Linked DNA regions of Mus musculus: region 2 is linked to region 1. A link is a contact called in public Hi-C data. All regions are on one chromosome and are shown on one strand. The core of a region is the stretch at or near the end of the contact, and the rest is flanking DNA. Distances in the headings are between cores, read along the strand shown.

Region 1 (4,342 bases), core at 1,481-3,980:
CAGCAATAAAATTGAAAAACCTGTGCTTGGCACCAAGACTGAGAACCGAGGGTGCTCCTCAGGACCAACAGATCAGGGTAGAGGAGAGGCTCCCACAGGTTGTCCATTGCCTTCCACAGTCATGACACTCATCACACACAGACACACACAAATGAATGGATGCAATTTTTTCGTAGAAGATGAATTTGCTCAAAGTCACACAATTTTAGAGGATCAATCTGAGATTTGAATCAAGGTATAGTTTTCTAATTAACTTCAATATGAGATGTTAAAACTTAACTTTAGAAGCCCTGGATATCTGATGTTACAACAATCTTCTGTCGGGCGTGGTGGCCCATGCCTTTAATCCCAGCACTCAGGAGGCAGAGGCAAGTGGATTTCTGAGTTCGAGGCCAGCCTGGTCTACAGAGTGAGTTCCAGGACAGCCAGGGGTATACAGAGAAACCCTGTCTCAAAAAAGAACAAAACAAAACAAAACAAAACAAAAATCTTCCATAAATTCTTAAAAGCTATTATTACCAGGTAAGTTATCTCCTCCCATTCACAGTGGTTGTAAAATTTAACAACACTCGCGAGTCATAATCACAGATCAAAATGACATGTAGAGAGTGGATATGGTTACCATTCCTTTAATCCTAGCACTTGGGAAGTAGAGGCAAGTGGGTCTCTGTGAGCGCAAAGCCAACCTGGCCTGTATAGTATGACATGGTCTCAAAAAAATACAAAACAAAACAAAAATGACAGTTAGCAGTTCAACTCATAGAACTACATGCAGTGAACTGTTTGCTGCACCAACCTGTGAGCATGAAACTAAGTTTCTTGGCCATAAAAGAAAGATCATGGGGCTGGTGAGATGGCTCAGCAGGTAAGAGCACCTGACTGCTCTTCCAAAGGTCCAGAGTTCAAATCACAGCAACCACATGGTGGCTCACAACCATCCGTAACGAGATCTGACTCCCTCTTCTGGAATGTCAGAAGACAGCTACAGTGTACTTACATATAATAAATAATAAATAAATCTTAAAAAAAAAAAAAAGAAAAAAAAAAGAAAGATCATGATGGGCTGGAGAGATGGCTCTGGGTTTAAAGGCATTGCTCTTTCAAAGGGTTGCCACTGATATTCTCAGCCCCCACATGGTAGCTTACAATGGTCTGTAACTCGAGTTTCAGAGGATCCCAAACACCCACAGACACAGAGTAAAATTAATATTCTTGAAATCACAGTAAAGGATGCTTTATTATTGTAATTACTAAAATAAAAACTAAAAAGTTTTAGAATTTCCACTCCTACTATAGAACTTTCTGCATAATCTTACAATTTCACTTCTCTCTCATATTCCATTTAATTTTTTTTTCACTGTAGCACCTCTTTCATTGCCTTTCTTAAAATTTGGGTTACAGATATTATTAATTCCCACCTATTATGTTCAAGAGTGTAATGCACTTAGGAAAACTCAATTATTTTGAACGGATAAATGAATAAACTGCCTTCTCCCTCCCTCACTCAGGTAAAAACGGTCCTGGTACATTAATTTCCCACGCAAAATTTCTCAGGAGTAGGGTGGATTGGAAAAAAAAACAAAAACAAAAAAACACCTCGCACCTTATTGGAAAAAGTTGAGGCCTAAAATTAAACGAGATATTTTGTAGATGTAAATGTTTCTACCCTTTTCTACCCTGTTTCTGGTTTTCTTTTTAACAAATTTGCTTCTGCATAAGCTGGAAGACTTCCCCAGTCAGTGGCTCAGGAATCCATGCTACTTCACATCTATGCAACATCTCTAGCTTCGTACAGAATAATGGAGGAGAGAAAAGAAGAAACTTGAGACTAGAAAATGCTGATCAGTACTGTAGGACACCATTTAAGTCAGGCTTTTACGTTCAGCAACTTGTGCATTTTCACGTAAGAATTTTCTAGCCGTTCAGAATTGGATACGTCTGGTATTTAAACATCCTCATTTTCCTACGTTTACCTGTAGTATGTGTACGTAGAAAGGCTTATCATCTTACCTATAGGGCGGCCCTGACAACCGTATCTTCAAGTCTAGTGAAAAATGAGTTCTCACACACGCACACTCATCGAGCGAAGGACAAGCACTTTACACTCTATAAAATCCTGTGACAGGACTTTCCGCTTGAGAAAGAGTACATGGTTTTATACAGTATTTTATTTCAAGAAAGAGGTCCTCCATCTGCCTGTAGGGAGTAGAGCAAAGTCTGGCAGCCTCCTTTCCGATTCTGCCTCAAATAAAAGAAAACGCCTCACAAGCAGGCCAGGCGCAGGTCGACTGTCCCAAGAGAAAACAAACCCCTCGGGAAAGCCCTTTTCCAGCCAGGAGGCGTTTGCTCACCACCCAGATCGCAGGCGGGGTTAGCGTCCCCAGACCACGGCGCACCGCGAGCCTCCTCTGCGCTCGGAAGCCTGGGACACTCTCGCAGCCCACGACATGGAAGCCTCTGACTCTCGATGAGGAGAACCAGCGAACCTCCGAGGCGCCGAGTTCGAACCGCCGCGGCAGCCGTTGGGACCCGCCTCCCGGGCCCCGACCCCGCCCACCACGCGGGGCTCTGCGAACGGGAGCGGGGCGCAGGGCATGCCGGGAAATGAGTCTGGAAGCGCGGATGAGCGGCGTGCCGTGGTCACCTCGGACTACATTTCCCGTCGTTACCCCCGCCAACGTTGATTGGCGTGTGTGAGGGAAGCCGAAACCGACAAGTCTGGTGTGAAGGAAGGATGCGAAACCCAGAAGGCAGCCGAAAGGGGACGCTGGCCCCGCCCTCGCCCGGCCCAGTGGAAGGCAGTGCTTCCACCTTCCAAGAGAGTGAGGCTCGCCGCTGCCTGAAGTTCCCTCAGATCGGGATTTCAAATCGGAGACACCAGTATCCCGCACCTCCCTACACGCGTCCAGGCAGAGATCGACAGGGATGGGCGGCAGGATGTGGCTGCCATTCCCCGTGCTGCTCCTGTCCGCTCTGCCCGCAGCGTTGCTGCGCGGGGCGGCCGGCTTCACACCCTCTTTGGACAGTGATTTTACCTTCACGCTGCCGGCCGGCCGGAAGGAGTGTTTCTACCAGCCCATGCCCCTGAAGGCATCGTTGGAGATCGAATACCAAGTAAGTGCGGAAGTGGGCTAGCCTTCCTTGGGCCGGGCCGCACCACATGGTCGCCTCTCACCTACTTGGAAAAGGTGGGACAGCGACCGAGGTGAATCCGAGGAGGGTCTCCTGGGAAACTGGCCTGCTTGGCGCAGGCGTACTTAAGCGGGGCTCCTGGGAGCCTGGAACTCACAAGTTTGGCCAGTCCTAAAATTGACACCTACCCTCTCTCTTCCCTTTCCTCTGGTCGGAAAGAGGCCAGCACTGGTGACGTCAATGGCGTTACTCTTTGTTTCTTAATTCCCCCAAGCCATTTCAAGCTAGTTTACATACCCTACAGTTCTGAGAAGTTCGCTGTAAGGGGTTGATACACGTTCTTCTTTATTATTGGACGAAGTGATAACACTTGTTTGACTCACTCTCACCACTTTCACCAAATCCCGATATTATAAAATCGGCACGATGTTTTGAATTGTGGCTGGGCAGTGGTGGCACACGCCTCTAACCCCAGCATTCCCGTGGCAGAGGCAAGTGGATCTCTGAACAGTCAAGGCTGCATAGTGAAACCCAGTCTTGGGAGTATTGAATTGTGTCCATGCGAAGATCTCTAAGTCAGATTTTGAAATGTGTTGAAATGGACTGTTGCTGTATTTAGTGGTACATTGTCATCCCGGGTGTACATCCATCACTTTGAAATCAAATAAGATAATAGTGTATGACCTTTCTTCCATTGAACTTTGTCAGCTTTCTTCCCGTGTCATTGTTTTCTTTTTAGTATCAGCAGAATACGCTTATTATTAAATCTTTTTTTAATTCTTATGTAAAACTTTTATATGTGGAGCCTTTGGGATTATTTATAGATGTTTACAGTAATTACAGGAAGTATCTAAAGTCATAATATACAAAAATCTCAGCACAACTAAGGTTACAGCTTAATATTTCTTGATTTCCACTTGTGAACAAAAGTTTAGCATTTACTGAACAATTAATGTATGCAAGGAATTGTTCCAGGAGGAGGAACAAACTGAGAAAAACCTGGTTCTCAGGAGTTTGGGGGTTCATAGGCAGGCTTTGTTTGGGCTTGATGGGTTTGGTAGGCTGTGGTTGGATGGATGGTTGGTTGCTCTGGTTTTTGTGACAAGGTTTCAACTATGTATCCAATGGCATTGAATTCAGTATTTAGCCCAGGCTAGCCTCCGATCTCACAGGAGTCCTTCTCTAAGTCGTGTCCTCCCCCCCCACCCAG
Region 2 (4,341 bases), core at 1,018-3,517, 330 kb before region 1:
GGTACAAGATTCCCAAGTGTGAGGACACTTGGCAAATAACAACTTTCCACTTTGAACACAACTCAGTTGACACCCATGCTAAGAAACCTAGACTTGTTTTTCCCTGAGAAACCAAACCGTGATGTGGCTCAAAATGAAACATAGAACTGGCCAGCTCAAATATCTCTTAGGAATCCAAACAGCCCAGAGTTTGCTCTCACCCTGTCTCCAGCACTTTTAAGTGCAGCCTGACAGAGCAGAACTTCCACAGAGCAACACAGCCATTGTTGACCACCCAGGTCTGTGTGGGAGCTAGGCCACTCTAGAATGCCTTGCTTTCTTATCTTGAAACATATCAGGTTTTCAGTGAACATCTCAGTACCTGCCCTAGTGTCTCCCACAACAGTAAAAACACATCTCACTTTTCCACAAATATTGTGTTCTCCATGACAGACTGGCTGGGAAGATTTCAGAGAAACAAAAACTCTTTCCTTTCTAGGAGAGAAACAGGAGTGTGGGTGCTAGGTGTTCATCTATTCAAAAGGCCCTCAGTCCTCTCTGCTCACTGCCCTCACCTTCCTACCTATTCCTGGAAGGCCTCCTCCCCACTGGACACCTAGCCTCTAGCCTCTCTACACCACACCCTCAAGACCTGCTGGGAGAGGAGGAAGGAGGGTGAAGGTACAGCCACTGACCTGGGGTCAAGACTAGGGAAAGGCACAGTCCTGTAGGAGCTGGGGAGACCAGACGAAAGGCAACTTGGAGGCTTGGGGCATGAAGCAGCAAGCACAGGGCATGCCCTTGATACCTGAGTCCTTGGAGCCCAGCTGAGCTCCAACTTTGCCTTGCAACTGTGCTGAGAGCCTCACCCACTCTGTAACATCAAGAAGCTAGGGGACCTGTGGGGAGTGTAAGCACTTCATAGCAAAGGTTCCCTGTGGCTGGGCTGATCGAAACCTCCCAATGCCTAGTAGTCTTTTCAGCAGAGTTCGGGGGTCAATTACTAGAGTCCTAGGCCCTCCCTGCCTTAAAGTTCCAACTATTATCTAAGTAATCCCTGAGGACCATCCTCACGGTTCAGCTCCAAGGCTTTCATTTTAAAGGGACCCACCTTTGGTCCTGTTTGTCCTGAAGCCTATCTATATTCTGAACTCTCCTCACAGTTCACCCTCAGGGCCTCAAACTGCTCAAAGGACTGCCACAGTGGTCCAGATTCCTTTGAGCCAGCCTTGATTTCCCAGCTCTCTACAGCCGATTTGTCCCTGGGAGATCTGACCTTCCTATGGCCTTGTCCCAGCACCCTGGCCCTCTGTGGGGTGGTCTCAGGGTCTTAACCCTCCTCTGTAATCTATCATTAGTTGGCCCATCTAAGTGATTCTGCCATTTTCTAAGTCCTGCCAGGTCCTGGGAGCCATTCTTCCTCAATGACCTTTTCTAGACTCTTGTCAGGTCTCTAATACTGACCCTCCCCCAAGTGTCCATTCCAAGAGTCGGGGCTCCACCTGTCCTGGGGTCCCAGAACTATGGGAGAGCTGCCCAGTCCTAAGGACTGTTCAGTGAGTAGCCCTCAGTAATTCTGGCCTGGTCCTGGGTCCTGCCTGGTCTGCGGTCCTGATCCCCCTGGATCCAGCCTGGCCCAGACTCCTGTTCTTCCGGGGTCCTGTTCTCTGGAATCGTGCCTGGTGCCAGGTCTAGCCGGACTGAGCTCCTTGTCTTCCCTAGGTCCTGTTTTCTCGGGGTCCAGACTGCTCGGAATCCACCTCGGCTGCTGTTCTGCCTGGTCTAGGATTCTGCCCACCCCGGTCTAGCCTGGTCAAGGGTCCAGCCTTGTGCAGGCTCTTCCCCGGGTTCTGTCTGGTCCAAGGTCCCTGTCCTCCCTGGGTCCAGATTGTTCCGGGATCCAGCATGGCCCTGGGTTCTGCCCTCCCGGGGTCCAGACCTGCGAGAAGTCCTGGCCTTCTCGCAGGCTTTTAGGGTCCCGCCTCCCGGGCCTGCCGGGGGCGCTGGGCTCGCAGCCTTCTGCCGCCCATGGGCCGAGGCCCGCGGCCTGAGGAGCGGGCGCGCGGGCCAGGCCAGGCGGGGCGGGCTCACTGACCTGCGTCTCGGGCGGCGGGCGAGCGGGCGCACGCGGGGGCTCGCCGGGAGGGGGAGGGGGCGCCGCTCCCTCTGGGTCCCCCCCAAGAGGAGGAGAAAAAAGCCGTGCAGAGTTTAAAACAAAGAGGCGGAAATGCCCGAACCCAGCCGAGTGCGGAGTCGGGGGCGCCGCGGCTGGAGCATGCGCAGTGTGTGGCTCAGCTCCCACCTCGCAAACGAGAGAGGCGGGGCCTCTGAAAGGCGGAGCCTATAGGGGTGGGGTGCAGGAGGGGCCAGAGAGCGCAGGCGCGTGCAGGCAGCAATTGACTCAGGAAGCTGGCTCGGCGAGACAGGCAGGGTGGAGCTCGGGGGTGTGGTCACAGGTGAGAGGTGGGTCAGGAGGCGTGGTCAGAAGCACTACCTGGAGAAACTCCGCCGGGTTGTTCAGGACGCGCGCTGACAGGCAACTGCATGAGTTAGGAACGAAACCGGAGTATCTAGACCACGGGTTTCCTACCCCCATAAACCTTCTGCTTACATTTTTGTCCTTTCTTGGAATCACTGTGGACACAGAGAGACCCTTATGCTGGCCTTTCGGACCGTGGAAACCCACAATTTGTCCGTTGTCCACTGTGCATTGTGACTGGCAGAGGGCATAAACTGAGAAAAGAAAGTCTGTTCTTGTTTGTTTGTTTGTTTGTTTGTTTACTTGTATTTTCGAGAAAGGGTTTCTCTGTGTTGCCCTGACTGGTCTCGAACTAACATAGATCCGCCTGCCTCTGCCTCCCAAGTGTTGGGACTAAAGGAATGCCCTACCATGCTGGACTGGAAGTCTGTTCTTAGGAAACAAAGTGGTTGTGGCAGCTGTATGCTAGACAGGCGGTGGGACAAGGAAGCAGCAAGGTGGCCAACCAGCAGGTGTTTGGGAGAAGGGGCATGCAAAGAATGAGGTTGAAAGGGGTTATCGCCTTTAATCCCAGCATTTGGGAGGCAGAGGCAGGTGGATTACTGAGTTCGAGGCCAGCCTGGTCTACAAAGCGAGTTCCAGGACAGCCAGGGCTACACAGAGAAACCCTGTCTCAGAGAAAGAAAGAAAGAAAGAAAGAAAGAAAGAAAGAAAGAAAGAAAGAAAGAAAGAAAGAAAGAAAGAAAGAAAGAAAGGAAAACAGAATAGGCACCCAGGAAGGCAAATATACTCTACTGAAGCCTGGCAGCCTTTGTATCACAGAGAGACTACTGATGGGGGAGAAGGTTGAGGGAGAGTCCTAGAATAATGGAGGATCTGGTGTTGGTATTAGAGGTAGCAAAGAGGTACTGTTGAGAAGACCATGAGCAGGCCTGGACTTAGGGCACAGATCTCAGGAAGTCATCTAGCTTGACAGACAGCTAGACCCTTAAACCACTTGTCTTCACATGGGCTTGTCATGCCTTAGGTAAGACCATATTCAGATGTCATTCTAGGTCCAGGATTCAGACCTTGCTTCTGTGTCTATCAGGGATACCTTCAGGGAACTCTCGCTTTACACAACCTCTGGTTTCTCCTGAAAGTTGTTGCCCACTTTAGGCCCCCACCTTCCAGCGCTGAAGTCTTCCTCTAACTAACAGCTGACACATTAGAATCCAGCTATGTGTCCCTTCCCCAATCCTAACCCTGTATCCCTAGGTGAGCAGATAGCTTTCAACTAGTATCCTTGTGTTTTGTCCTTGCTCCCTGACTACTTTCAGCACAAAATAGTGGCTTTTATAAAGCATTAATTGGGGGGAAATTCCCTGCTCAAAACCCACCCAGTGGCTTTACCTAGGACAGAAACCAGATTTCTGGAGACTAGAAGAGACCTGAAATCATGTGACTGTCTTGATACTAAGTTCACAGGTACATGTATATATTTTTGTTCAGCCAAGCAAATGAAGAAACCTGAAATTATGGTGCTCAGTTTGATGATAGGGGAGGGAATGCCTTCTTCCTTACTTCTGTCTCCAGCTAGCCTCTCTGGGGTACTTGGTAAACCCTCTGTTCTCTGTAATGATGGTCTTCACATCACCCACCCACCTAGGCTGCTGTCTTAACCCAGAACAGAGTGAACTGACCCTATATCTCTTTTTAAAAAAAACATTTCAAAAGATTATCTTTATTTTAATTGTATGGGTGTTTTTGCCTGCATGCATGTCTGTATACCACATGTGTGCAGTTTCCTTGGAGGCTAAAATAGAGTATTGGATCCCCTAAAACTGAGTTAAAGACAATTGTTTTTAGCTGCCATGTGGAAATGAAACCCAGATTAGTGTGCT

Evidence for each region. A called contact is a pair of places that touch in the nucleus more often than the background predicts.
Region 2: a Hi-C map of muscle stem cells shows a contact between it and region 1, with 3 times the contacts expected there. The contact joins the promoter of Pcgf3 here to the promoter of Tmed5 in region 1. A contact is called at or near these places in 9 of 484 Hi-C or Micro-C datasets (CD4 T cells, the G1E-ER4 cell line, cortical neurons and 5 more), 4 of 115 datasets of contacts at active chromatin or transcription factors (the 230-238 cell line, the SCID.adh cell line, bone marrow-derived macrophages and 1 more) and 3 of 9 other capture datasets (adipose tissue, liver and macrophages).

The regions. Positions count from the first base shown.
Region 1 is chr5:108,131,008-108,135,349 of GRCm38.p6, reverse strand. Tmed5 (transmembrane p24 trafficking protein 5) reads left to right here and starts at 2,730. Exons shown (of 4, transcript NM_028876.3): 1 at 2,730-3,114. The coding sequence starts at 2,926. Ccdc18 (coiled-coil domain containing 18) reads right to left here and starts at 2,436. Exons shown (of 29, transcript NM_028481.1): 1 at 2,352-2,436.
Region 2 is chr5:108,459,185-108,463,525 of GRCm38.p6, reverse strand. It overlaps Pcgf3 (polycomb group ring finger 3), which reads right to left and starts at 2,267. Exons shown (of 11, transcript NM_172716.5): 1 at 2,075-2,267.